Regions from separate parts of the Sus scrofa genome. Here region 1 is linked to region 2. The links are chromatin contacts, called in public HiChIP or PLAC-seq maps. All regions are on one chromosome and are shown on one strand. The core of a region is the stretch at or near the end of the contact, and the rest is flanking DNA. Distances in the headings are between cores, read along the strand shown. Region 1 overlaps MED12L (mediator of RNA polymerase II transcription subunit 12-like protein). Region 2 overlaps MED12L (mediator of RNA polymerase II transcription subunit 12-like protein).

Evidence for each region. HiChIP or PLAC-seq counts read pairs in DNA pulled down with a chosen protein or histone mark.
Region 1: a contact with region 2 is called in an H3K27ac HiChIP or PLAC-seq map of alveolar macrophages. The contact joins two enhancer-like sites. A contact is called at or near these places in 4 of 47 Hi-C or Micro-C datasets (embryonic fibroblasts and fibroblasts) and 1 of 2 datasets of contacts at active chromatin or transcription factors (alveolar macrophages).

Annotation. Positions count from the first base shown.
Region 1 is chr13:91,619,774-91,626,872 of Sscrofa11.1, forward strand. MED12L (mediator of RNA polymerase II transcription subunit 12-like protein) reads left to right here. Exons shown (of 46, transcript XM_021069608.1): 46 at 2,142-6,094. The coding sequence ends at 2,194. It overlaps IGSF10 (immunoglobulin superfamily member 10), which reads right to left. Exons shown (of 7, transcript XM_021069602.1): 7 at 5,648-7,099. The coding sequence ends at 6,136. Among named protein-coding and RNA genes, the nearest start is that of IGSF10, 56 kb to the right of the region's middle. Within about 2 kb of position 1,363, at least 6 of the 83 cell types and tissues checked have an H3K27ac peak or open chromatin away from gene starts, as enhancers often do. A contact at or near this core is called in alveolar macrophages and embryonic fibroblasts, where this site is marked.
Region 2 is chr13:91,482,073-91,488,825 of Sscrofa11.1, forward strand. All of the region lies in intron 16 of MED12L (mediator of RNA polymerase II transcription subunit 12-like protein), which reads left to right. All of the region lies in intron 1 of GPR87 (G-protein coupled receptor 87), which reads right to left. Among named protein-coding and RNA genes, the nearest start is that of GPR87, 13 kb to the right of the region's middle. Within about 2 kb of position 5,414, at least 18 of the 83 cell types and tissues checked have an H3K27ac peak or open chromatin away from gene starts, as enhancers often do. A contact at or near this core is called in alveolar macrophages and embryonic fibroblasts, where this site is marked.

The sequences.
Region 1 (7,099 bases), core at 113-2,612, 130 kb after region 2:
TTCCTCCATGCCATTTGCATGTTTGGTTAAGTCCAGGCTATTCTCATTTTGTCCTGTTTTGGTTTGTATGCTTCTTTTCCTGAAAGGCCCAGTCTTATGTCTTTGAGTTCAGTGACGATGTTTTCCTGTTGCTTCCATCTGAATTGAGAATGTTCCTTTCCATCTGGGGGACCCTGGTGGAATGGCAGGTGCTTTGCTCATCAAGCTGGACACCCTGGCACAACTCTGCCAACACCCTCAAGAGATATGGAGAGGCTAGTGCTAGAAAGACCCATGCCCTGGTCACTAGGGCCGAGACACTCTTACCAGGGCAACTCCTTGCCGATAGTGACTGGGAGAAACCAAAGCCTGTAACACGCTGGCAGATGGCATTGCAGGGTAGCGTTTTTCCCCAGTACTCTTGCTGCCGTGCCAGCTGCTGCCTCTCTAGGTGCATGCCCACCACCTATTTTCTTAGACCTAATCTCAGTGCCAGCTCAGCTCCCGTGAGTCCCCTCACCCTGTGCTGGAGTCCCAGGGTAGGGTTCTTTTAGAAATGGGAGCAAGTCCCCAGTGATACAAAGAGTATTGGCCCAGAAATCAGAAGACCTAAATTCTAGTGCCAACTCCACTGCCATTACCTGTCATTCGTGTGGTGAGGAGCGAGACCAGAGATTCCTCTGGGGTCTTGATTCTGTGCTTCTGAAGTAGAGAGCAAAGAGCAACAAGCTCTGAGGGTGGTGGTGCAGCTCTGGTGGGAACTGTGAGGGAAGGGTGTGGTGTATGACTGAGTGGCAGCTTGGTTCTGGTCTTAGTGTCCCGCCCGGCTGCTGCCTGTGTTTTTTCCTGGGCCGAGGGAACATCTCTCATATCTTCTATCTCTCTGAGGGCATAACCAAGGTCTTTTTTTTTGTTTCCCCTGTAGAGTATTTCCCTCATTTAATTTCAGTTAATTGTGTAAAGCAATCTTTTTCCAATGACTGTTCAATCAGTATGATCTATTAAACACATGCAGTTAAAATTTCACTGTATTTCACCAATTCCAAAGTTCATATTTTTGCATGGCAATAGAATATAATTTTAAGGTAGAGACAACATGTTCTATTTTTAATTTTCTTCTAGTGATTTCAGATATGTACTTCGGATTTTAAAGGAGTTGCAGATTCCCCAAACTCACAAAATGTTTTTTTTTTTTTTTTTTTTTTTTAAACCATTATTTCTGGAGTACTTTCTTAGACCCAGGAACTATGACTTTATATGTGTTCATTCACTTCATTCCTAAACCACCCCTTGAGATGAAGAATTGTGGCTTTTCCCATACTGTAGATGAGGAAACAACTGAACAATGGGGGTGTTGACCTGTTTGCCCAGAGTGACTCAGCCAAGAGCTGGGACTTAGACCATCTCCTTCTAGACCCCATGTCTTAACCACAAGATGCTGCTGCCTGATATCAGCAGTTATGTCCGGTTTCTTTTGTTGAATAAAGGCAACCAAGCTGAGCTGCCCATTGCACAACTCTAGGGGCTCCTTTTATGCCACAGTCCATGTGCACGGGGCCTCTGGATTTGAATAGTCCCACTGGAGTTGTGCAATCAGCAGTTATTTTTAAGCCCATGTCATTTTTCTCTTTGTGTGTGCCTACACACATACATGCACACACCCACACCACACACACAGCCACTCTTTCACAAGCATATACTCTTGCACGGTTCTCTCTGATGCACATACAGCCATTTGCAGACAACTGTCCAATTTCAAGCTACCGCTCTCTTACCTAGTATGATGTTCATGGTAAAGCAGACTCTCTGATGTGCTTTCCTAAAGTTTTGAAAACGTTCAGTGTTTTATGATACTCATAGTTCTTCTGTATATTAGTAGAGATATTTGTTAGTTCAGAGATAGAGACTTTTGATGGGCCAATTCCCTGCATCCCAAAGCTTTATGCTGCCTTGGCAGGTATGCAACTCCAATGCAGAGCCCCCCACCGCAGAATGAATTCAATAGCAGTAATAAAACTCTGGGCTAGTGTTGTACCCCCTGACCAGTCCACCTGCTCCCCTCTTCCTGAGCTTGGTACTTGAAGGCAGTGACAAGAGCATACTGTCTACCTGTGGCATAATTTTGCATCTGCAATCTTATCTGAATTTATTTTTCTCCTTAGGTAACCAGCCACAGCAAGGAGTGACTCCCTATGGGCATCCTTCACACTTCTGAATCTGGAAGAGGACAAGACTTGTTCTTATGAAGCTTTTTGTTTGCACTGGAAAATAGAAAATCAAATTGAATGCAGTAGTCATCTTTAGACATGTCCCTTTATTCTTTCATTTATTTGAAGTTTTCCCATATTTTACGCTACGTTGCATACAAAGGTGTTTAAACAAAAAGTAAAGGAAAAGGTGCAGTTTGGTTTGGTTTCATTCAGCTTTAACATAGGTTTAAAAATGTGGATCATGTGGGCCTACTCCAGGAAGAGTTTGGTAGCAGATCTTTTGAAATTGGTGCTTTTTTTTGAATCTCATAGAAAGAATGAATTGTGGTGGATTTAAAATATTTATGTATTCATTCATGATGAAGATTTTTGTTTGTTTGTTTTTTGCAAACTGTGCCGGACCAAAACTACTGATTTGAGAGGCACGTCAGATCGTGACAGGACAGTGACCCATTCATTCTGCATTTACCTTTGGTGATGAAATGGACATTTATTTGCATTGCTCTAATTTGACATGTTTGTAATTTCATAAGCACTTTATAAACTTTGTTCTTATTTATGTAGGATTTTTCTTTGCTTCTGTTGTGGTCAAAAGGTGCTGAAACAGATTGTTGCTTAGTACTTAAACTTCCTAGACCAAGAACTTCAACTAAGGCTTCGGTGAGAGCCACCCTAAGGTATGTGGAAGCCTGTTAGAAGTAGCTGTACTGAATTTGTTTTCAGTGGAGAGCTCATTGACCAGAGTCTCTGTGAAGGTACAACATGTAAATTCTAAAGGCCTGAACGACCCACAGTGGAATTGTTCCAATTATTTATTGTCAGTTTTGGTAAAATGACCTTGTCCAGTTCTGGTTCTCCTGAACCTTATGCCAACTTGAGAAAAAAATCTTGCAGCTGGCCTGAGATTCCACAGTGCTCAAACTTGACATGGTTTCCAGAGAATCTGGCCCCCATGTCCAGATGGCTCTGGTTTTCATAAGAGATGTATTTGCTGTTTATTTTGTATGGTAAGTATTTGCTATTTTGAATTTAATTATTAATGTTGGTGTCTGTCTTGGTTGTGTATTGCATATACTGTATTTATAAATTGGTGCAAAAAGCACAAGTAAAGTAAATTATACATCAAATTTATTATAAAGAAATAGTAACTATTTTAACTTTGTTCAAGTATGTGGTAATTTGCTCCTATTAGAGTAAAAAATACAGTAAATTATTATCAGTTTGTGTAACTTAAGAGTATTCCATATAATATTTTTTTAGATTTAGAGGCATACAATTTTGAATGTGAAAATTGCAGGGCATTTTAAAACATGTGGGGGATATTTTCCCATGTTCTGTGTTAATACCTTTTCTTTTGCCACATGAATTTACACGTAATGTAGTCGAGCATACTGTGAATAGACCTGTCTATAATTAGCAAACCATGTAGAACTACTTTTTTTAAATGTAGCTGGTACAACTTTAGTAGATCATTTCCTTTGCAAATCATTATATAAATAATTTATATCTTCCTAGGTGAGTTACTCATTGCAAAGTTTGACTCATGCAAACGACCTCAAATACATGTCCGCTTACTTTGCTGTGGCAGCACCCATGTGAACTGCTTTGTACACTGTGAAACGATTTCACTCCAGCCCACTCATTTTGTGTTTACTCTGGGCTGGAAGAGACTTTGCCAAAACATTAAAGACCATTCTTTTCACTAAATTAACATATTCTATCTGCTTTCAGAAGATGAGTCTTGACATTTCAGCTGGTTTTGTATATCAGGTTGTTTTTGTTTTTGCTTTTTCCCCTCTTGAGAATCATACTTAAGAGTTCATCAAGTTATTTTTTTCTTCAGAGTAATATATAAAGACTGCCTTGGCAAAACAACCGAAATGTGAAGGTTGTGCCTAGTGAGTGAGAGTTGTGTTCTGTCCTGATTGCTGTTTTCCTTTCAAAAATTGCTGGTATTTAAAATGCCACTTTTTAGTTTGAACCATAGATATCTGTTGCTCAAGATTGCAAACAGCAGTAATACTGTTTCACAAGTGAGTGTTAAAATTGCATAGCATCTGTATGCACTTTATATTTTGCAGAAGGTAGTGAAACTAATTTATTAATCATTTTGCACATGAAAGCTCTGGGGGGTATGTACCTTTTTGTTGCTGTCTCTTTTTTTTAGGTGGGGAAGCTAAGATGTGATAAGGTCCTATCATTTGAAGATTTTGCAGAGAGTTGAGAAAAAAACCTAGAACTGGTTTTCCCCTGTGTGTTGTACAGAGAGAAACTGGAATTTTCAATCTTGTCTGATCATATTTCCTCCCACTTAATCCTCTCTCCAGAGAGGCTTTTTTTTTGTTTTTTGTTTTTTTAATGCATTAATTTGCATTAAAATGATCACAGGGGAAACCCATCCTTTGGCAAAACCTGGTAATTTGCTGGGTAAGAATAGAAAAGAAATTATTTTTAGGATAAGATGAAAATTCCAGTTCTCTGTAAAGTCTCCGTAAAAGAATAGAATTGGGCATAAGAAGCCCTTAGCTATACCTGTTTATGCTTTAGATATCTCCCTAGTAGGATTACATTTGTCCTCTTATTTATTCCTCTTGGCCCAGAAGTAGAATGAGATCACTGTTAGATTGAGTATCCTCTGACCTCACGTGGCCACAGGATACTAACATCAGAGAAAGTAGCAATCAAGTCACCTCAGGTGGGACACGCTGAAAGTTGGCGTGATGGACACAGAATGAAGTGGGTCTCATCCCCCCACCATCTGTCTCAAATGATTGACAGGGGCTAACATAGCTCTTGGTTTTGTGTACTGAGATATCTGAGCAAAATCTATGGCATTCTCTCCTTTTTCATTTATTAAGGCTCCTATAATTCTTGATTATAGGCAAATATTTGAACAGATGCTGGAGAAATTACACTGGAAAATCCTAGCTTCTAGAATTAGAAAAGATGAATCATAATGTCCCCCAAATTCATTTACGTTGAATTAATAAGCATGTAGTATAAATTCAGTGATTTACAAAATGCAACACTATGTAGGGATGGTCAAATTTTAAGTGCACTGAAACTCCACTATATATGTATTCAATCTAGATTTTTCCAAATATTTCCCCATCACATAAAAGGTTATCACGTAATGGAATAAATGCTCATAAAGCAATGATTTCTCCTTAGAAAATTTTCCTTATAAACAGTTCCAGACCAGGGGTGCCTGAGCTAGATTTTGAAGCTATCAAGAAATTTCATTGTCTTTTAAAATCCTTTTTAATGGGTTTATTTGGGCAAAGATGTAATCAACTCCCTTTTCACGTTTTATGATGTGCAAGTGTTAAGTTGCTGTTTACATGTGGAAAAGTCAGCCTGTGTTTATTTTTAAATGCAGTTATTAAAACATTTTTTGTATTCTCCATCAATGAAAATTTTCAGTGTGCACAAAATGGTGAATCAAAACAATTCAATGCTTATTTTCTGCATAAAATATATTTATAAACCAACCACAATATTTATACATCAAGATGGCAAATTTACATCAAGACTGCAAATTTGTTTCCATTGTGTCTTTCCTCAGTGCCATGCTTGTGACATTGATAGATGATGGACTCTAGGCAAATGGTAGTGAAAGGAAAAAAAAAAGTCCATTCTTTAATAATGAATTCAGGTCATTAGCCATTTGTTATTTTATGGTGGACAGTTTTCTCAATGTTCATTGTTACTTGTTGGCAAAATAAAAGTGCCTTAAGTTAAAAGTTTGTTTTGAGATCCATTAAAAAAAAAAAAAATCAGTTCATAATGCATTATTTACAAGTCCTTTTTTTTGCATGTCTATTATAAATTTAATATTGTAAATGTATTCAAATTCATTTACATGCCTATGGCTGCCTTTGATTAAACTTCTTCCAAAAAATAAATTCTGTCCAGATGACTTTGTTCAAGCCAGTTTTCTTTTATGTCAGATTACTTGAATATAAGTTGTTGCATAATCACTGCCAAGTGGATTCTTTGCTGTGCATTTGTATATCCCAGAATCCGAGGTTTGCGGATTCTGAATGACTAGGGTGCCACGTGGGTGAAAAGACTGAATTCCACTCATCCTCCCAATGTCTGCCCCTGAGAACAGAGAGTGGTCAGGCATCTCCCATGTGACTTCTGGCCTGGGGACTCCCAAGGCCACACAGGGGAGCTGAAGAGCCACTCCTGTCCTTGTGCGGATGCTCCTGGGTAGGCGATTTGTTATTCGGGGAGGGTAGGCTACAACCATTACTGGAACAGTAATCACAGCGTGGCCAACACTATTTTGAGCCTTACAAATGTAGTTCCCTCTGTCATAAGCGGTGGCGTCTTTGATGACTAAGGTGCCGTTTTCATGAAATATGTATTTTCCATTAATTTGAGGCCTGTCTAATACATAACCACTTGGCACAGTCCATTTGATGTGTGGCTTAGGGCTTCCATTGGAGACACAGTGCAACGACAGGGAATCCCCGCTGATACAGTAAACTGTTTCTCGTGCATAAGTGAGAATAATTGGCTTCTGGCCAATTTCTAATACAATTAACTTCTCAATATAGCCAACTTTATTTCTTGCCCCACACCGATATTTTCCTGCATCATCTCGAGTTGTTTTATAAATGATAAAAGAACCATTGCTTGCTATCAGATGCTGAGAATTTGGGGGTCCATTGGGAAACTGTGTGCCATTTGGTAAAATCCAGATTATCTCAGGTGGCGGGTTTCCATCAACAGAGCAATTCAGCGCTGTGGGCTTTCCAAGCTGGGCAACTATTTTCTCATTAAATGGATTTCTGAATGTTGGTCTTCTCAGCATTTCCAGTACTTCCAGCTGTACCACCAGCACACTCTCTCCGCCTTCATTCCGAGCCACACAGGTAAAATCGGCTGAATCTGAAAGCCTC
Region 2 (6,753 bases), core at 4,164-6,663:
GGGTTTAGACACCCTCACTTAGAATCACTAGAGTGTGTGGTACATAGTGGGAAGTCAAAAGGTCTTTATTGGTTAATGGATCATGGACAGTGATTAGAACCTGGAGTCCCTCATTTTAGATTTAACGTAAAACAAGGAAGTGAAATCCTGCTTTCTCTTCGTTTACCAAAGTTTACTGAGGAGAATGATTGAGGCAATTTTCTAAACTGCATAATAATGATCCTTGGATTTCAGTAAACATTTAAAAAAAAATTTTTTTTTTTTGGCCATGCCCATGGTACGTGCAAGTTCCCAGGTCAAGGATAGAACCTGAGTGACATCAGTGATCATGCTGAATCATTAACCCACTAGGGAACTCTAAAACCTTATTTTCTTGAACCAAACTTCTCTTGGAAACATATCAAAGAGTCTACATGAAGAACACATCCTCAATTTTATTTTCCTGTGTGCACGAGTTTAGTGGTTTTCCTGTTCTTGGCTTTACTTATTCCTCACTTGATAACAAGAAGTTCAGTATAGCTTCTCCCACTGGAAAAGAAGTAGTGTCTAGAGGTGGGTGAGCCACAAGAGAGACAGCAGACAGTTAGCCATTAAGGAAGACAAAGAAAAGAGGCTGGGAGAAAATATTTGCGTATCACCTTTATGATAAAGGATTAAATTCAGAATATACAAAGAACTTTTCAACTTCCTAGTAAGACCATAAAAGGCCCAATTAAAAGGTTATCTGAAGATTTGTATAGATGTTTCACCAAGAGCACATGAAAAAATACTCAACCTTGTTAGTCATTAGGGGAATTCAAATAAAAACCACAGTGAGATACTATTTCACATGTACCAGAATGGGTATAAATAAAAAAGACAATGACAGATCTTGTGGAGGATGTGGAGAGATAGGAACCCTTGTATGTTGCTAATGGGAATTTAAAATGACGCGGCCACTTTGCAAACAGTTTGGTAGTTTTTTTAAAAGTTTAACCTAAATTTATATTATGACCCAACAATTCCAGTCAAAGTATCTCCTCAAGAAAATGAAAACATATGCCTATGCAAAGACTTACATACAAATGCTTGTATTAGCATTATTCATAACAGCTAGGAGTTAAATCAACCCAAATGTCAACTGATGAATAGATAAACCAAAGATAGTATAGTCACATAAGTGGAGTACTATTTAACACTAAAAAGGAGTGAAATGCAGCTGTAATACAAATGAATTAAACAACATTTTGCTAGGGAAAGGAGCCAGATGCAAAAGACCAAATACCATTTAAATGAAATGTCCAGAAGAGGCAAATCTTTTTAGAGGTGCAAGGTAGTTTAGGGCTAGGGGTGGGAATGGAGATTAGCTGTAAGAGCATGAGGAGTTTTGGGGGGTGCTAAAAACTGGATAATGATGATGATGGCACAACTCTATAAATTTATTAAAAATCATTTAAAATAGGTGAAAATTATGATATGTAAATTATTATTTATTTTTATTTTTTGTCTTTTGTTTTTTAGGACCGCACCCCGTGGCATATGGAAGTTCCAAGGCTAGGGGTCTATTCGGAGCTGTAGCTGCTGACCTACACCACAGCCACAGCAACGTGGGATCTGAGTCACATCTGCGATCTATACCATGGTACATGGCAGCGCTGGATCCCCATCCCACTGAGCGAGGCCAGGGATCAAACCCGCAACCTCATGGTTACTAGTCGGGTTCATTAACCACTGAGCCACAACAGGAACTCCCCCTGATATGTAAATTATATCTCAATGAAGTTTAAAAGGAGCAAAGAGCAAAGAAAAGGAGGAGAAACAGGGTCACAACTCAACCGTACAATGACGGATGAGTTTTCAAAACCAAGGAAAAGTACCTAATAAGCACATTCCCTATCATCTCTTGAAGAAAATAGTGGAATGCCAAGTTATATTTCACCAGAGTTCCACCACTTGAGGTAGGTGAGGGGCTTTGCTCCGTGATCTGGACAATTCATTTGTCCAGAAAGAAGAAAGAAGAGTTTCTTCTTTTAGAATTGACACTCTGTGGATAACGATTTGCACTTTGGGAGGGCTCCATCTTCCCATTTTCTTAATTCCTGTTGAAGTTACATGAGAGAGTTGGGTTTGAATTAGTTCAGGAATGAAGTTTGGCTTTTCTGGAGTCTGATTTGTTTTCTAGGTCTTAGAAATGAGATGTTTCATGCTCCTCCACTGGCTTCTGAATGTTTCCTCTTTCTGTCTTCATCTCCGGATGAAATGCTTCCCAGCTTTAGGCCTCAGCTCCTCCCTCATTCTTTCATTTTCTTTTTCTCAGGAGTGTTCAGGTCCCCTTGGATGCTCGGCCGTCACCTCCCTTCCATGATCTATCTCTTCTATTCCCCAGACTTCACTTGGTGGTTGTTAGAGGTTGCCGTCTGTCTGTGTTCCTCAAACTCAAATTCTCTAAACCTGAACTGTTTTTCTTTTTTTCAGCACACACCATCCCTGTCTGTGAATATTTGCTTCCTCTCTTGGTCGAGAGAGTTTGAAACCTCAGTACTTGATGGGATAGTTCTCTTTTCCTTGACTCTCACCTAGTCAGTCCCTTGTTCAGTCTTTCTGTTGCTTCTGTTACAATATCATTCCTTTGCTTCTGTCCTCACCTTACTACCCCCAGAGCCATCTTCTAGATTGAGGCCCTCCTGGTCTTGTGTGCCAGACCTCCTCTCTGGTCTTGCTGCCTCTTGCTTCTTTCCTCTCAACTCCCTCCTGTTTCTTGCTGCTAGATTCTTCTTTCTAAATGACCCATGTACTCCTGCTCTCTAACCCTGACTATGAGATGCTACGGAAATTCTTGAATTAAAATTGCTAATGAAACATAAGGAGTTATTTTTTTAGTTTTGAAGATCAAGACATGTGGAAGCCAAAAGATGCTGGGTTCTGATAATGAAAAATTGGCATTAAACTCTGGTGAAACCTGCTTGTCCCTTTGAATTAACCCTTTGTGTTCACCTGCTTGTCCCTTTGAATTAACCCTTCGAATCAGATGACCATAATGTCCACTCTGTAGACTCATTATGAGGTTAAATTAGAATATATGTTTATAAGTTATGTGCTTTGTAAGCATACTCTTTGCTCATGTTATTTTCATTAATCCTTGCCTAAATGAAATTCAAGATCATTTTCATCCTATTCTGTATATTAACTGCTGCCTCTCAGGGCCATGTCATATATTTAGCCCCCTGCTTTTCTTTATACCTATTTCTGCTGTCACCCCTCTTTCCCTACCTTGGAAATCTCTACCTTTCCTTCAGTGTGACCACAAACCGACATTAAGGTCATTTATTGGAAATCTACTCATGTTCCAGCCTCTGGAATTATAAAGATGAGGAGGGTACATTTCTGCCTTTTTAAGGAGTTTACAGTCCAGTTGAGGATCCAGAAGTAAACAGACCACAAAGTAGAGCGTGAGAGTTTGGGATGTTGTGGAAATCAAAGATGTCCCCAGGTGAGGAAGCAGGGATCAAGGAGGTTCCACGGCAGCTTTGATGCCTGGGTTGTGGCAGGTTTGCTAAAGGTCCGGTGAGAAAGGAGCACATGGACGTGCTGAGCGTGGCCCAAGATAACATGAGGTGACCTGCTGGGGAGGTGATGGTGGCCTTGAGTGGTGGAGAGCTGTGACAAATTTGAGGCATGTTGAGGAATTAGTGGCTGATTGATACTGGTGCAGAGGGAGGAAGAGTGTTGTGGCCTCCCAGTATTTGGCAGTGGGTATTGGCTTCTTTCACTGATGCTAGGGCCTGTGGGAGGAGCACACTATAGGATGGGTGGAGTTCAGATTTTGATTTGCTGATTTCAGAATGCCTCTGTAGTCTCCCTGTGATGTCTGCTAAGTAATTGAACAAAGATGTCTGGAGCTGAGGGAAATGCTCCTGGCTAATGATGTACATTGAAGGTCAACAGAGGATCCATGATAGAAAAAGTGATGGGAGTGAATGAATGAACCTGCCCAGTAGAGTGAGAACAGCAGAGGGCTGACGTCCAGGGAGCAGTTCTAGGAACAGGGAAGTGCCTGAAGGAGTGGTCACGAATTGAAAGGATCACCAAAAAAGATTAATGTCATGTGAGTTTAAGAGTTTAAGAAGTGAGAAGTTGTAACTAGTTTTATCCTGCAGGGCGGGGAAGCGCTGTAGCACGGACTTTAGTGACAAAGAGGTCACTGTTGGTCTTGCCAGAGCCGCCCATGTAGTGCTGTGTGTGGGTGTGTGTCGGGGGGAGTAGGGGCAGAAGCAGAGGGCTGATGAGGCTGATGACAGAGGGTTGAGTAATGCTTGTGAGGTGAGGAAGGGAGTGATTTCAGACAACTCTTTCAAAAAAAAAAAAAAAAATCATACCTGTGATGGGAAAAAGAAAAGGAGGGGGTGGGAGGTAGAGATGGATGTAGGACTGATAGAAGATTCTGCTAAGCTTCTTATTTACTGTCTTACATTTTAAAATATTTTCCTAGCTTGCCTAAAAAAACCCCCAAACAAACCAAAAAACCCCTTGCTTCTACCCTGAGCCAACTGCAGTGATGGTGTGGTGCCATCCCAGCTCTGTTGCCCTCCACTGTTTGAGCCTTCCTCCCCTCAATGGGTGTGATGATACAGCCAGAAGCAGTGACGTTGAGAATATTTATGAAGTATCTGGCACAGTTGCACAGAGTGTGGGTTGAGTCTTATGAGTTCCTATTGCGTGTTGTAGGGACACAATTTGGTGATTGATATTTGGGTGAAACTGAGTTCTTGCCATCTCGTTTATGCTGAGGCCGTTGTGTGGTTTGTGGTTTCAGCAGCCCAGTGTGGACTCAACTGATTGAGCTTTTTGCTCCAAGAACTTCCTTTAAGTTGCCTCTATGCCACACCTGCCTGTAGTCTTTCCTCAGTAGCAGCAGCACTGAAGCTCCCCCCGCCCGTGTGGTGTACAGTGGAGCAACTTTGCACCCTCTGCTCGTCCCAGAACCTGCAGGGTGTTGCAATGAAAATTGCTTCAGCCGTAGTAATGGGCTCCGATCCAGGACTTCACTGATGGGCGGCAGTCCTGTCCTGCCACCTACTGCTCTCCCAGCCAAGAACTGACGAAACCTCTCAAGAATGTGTTGTCTGTGGCAAGCCTGAGTTTCACAGCCATTCCTGAGGTTAGATGGTTTAATGCTTAGAGACCTTCTGTTTTTTTTTTCCAGCCACCCATTGATATCATCCCTGGATTATTTTATTAACTGTCTTGTGATGTTGTTGGTTGTCAGCTGGCTTTTTAAATGAATAAAATGAAGTGGTAGAAAGGGATGAATGTCAATGTCTCCTTTATCTTAGGCCTTGAACTTGGCCCTTGATTTGGCATGCAACACTCAGAGCAGCCTATGCCCTAGGTGTGTTTTAGTCCCATTTTCCTCCCCAAGTGGGAAGAGCTGAGGCTCAGACATGTTAATTAACTTGGCCCTGACTCACACAGCTAGTAGTGGGTAGGGTCAGGATTCCTATCAGATATGATGGAAACTGAATCTGCAGTTCTTTCCATTATCTTGCCCTGGAGTACAAATGCAGAGCAGTTCCAGGGTTGGTTTCAGAGGAAGTGGGAGGGGGAGAATAGAGCAGAGGCGGGGTTTGTTTTCCCTGTCAAGCTCATGAAGGAACTGCTCATCTTCTCAACTGGAGAGATGGTTTTGTTTGGCCTGAACCATGTGCAAAAATCGGGAAATTTCACTTAAGAATCCAGATTTGGATCGGATCTTGAACAAGGAGAAGCTCTGCCCACATGGAGTGTGAACCATCCCATGGCAGTAGCTGCCCCTTCTCTTTGGGAATGTGCTCTCCGGTCACCAGCTCACAGCATCCTCTGCTGATGTCCCTGAGCCTCCTCACTCCTCACTCAGGAGCACTGCTTTCCTGATCCTCTAGACACTCAATTTTGCAGCTCTTGGCTCATTTATCATGTCAATATTACAGATCAACCTTTGACCAGCATGGGTCAGGTGCCCTATGTTGACTGTAAGCATATCTTGCTTCCTCTAACCCCTCTCTGCCAATTGGTCTTGCTTCAGGGATTCTTAATCAGTGATTTTCCCAGTACCTCTTAGCAACCCAGAAAAAATGAAATGGCAGGAGATCTTGCTGCTTAGTGTACACCCAAGAATTAATTGTCACCAGTGAACTCTTCTCTGTGGCCAGCCCTCTCCTAAGGCCTCTAAGCAAGAACCCTACTGCTTTTGTGGTTGGGGAAAAAAATGGACATTCCAGGGTACAAGGAAGGAAAGGTTACTAATGGTGGAGCAGAGGCTTGAACCCTGGGTGTGTTAGATGCCCAGACCTCCTCAGTTTCCCTAGAAGGGAGGTGGGAAGACTGAGGAAGTGTCGGCATCCAGGGCCCCAAAGCGGCTGCCTTGGCACCCACAGCCCTGCTGTCATAATTGGCGGTCAGATCTCAGCATGGGCGGGGAGCCACTGTTCCAGGCCAGGCTGCAGAAACTCCCTCCTTAGCAGGAAGGCCCGGCAGGTGTGCCCTCCAGGCCCTGGCAATGCTTTTCTTCTCCCTGGCTTCCCAGGGTCTCATTATTGCCCTTCTTCTGGTCAAGATTTGGAAGATAAATGCTAGTTAAATTCTTGTGCAGCTGCTCATGATTTTTGGGGGCTGATTATTTGGTGGTGGTTTTCCGATGACAGAGTTGTGGTTAATTACCTCTCTTATTTGTCCTCCACTTTCCACTTTGTTCTTTGGAAGCTGTCATCTGGAATTACAAGAATGTCTGATCTGAGG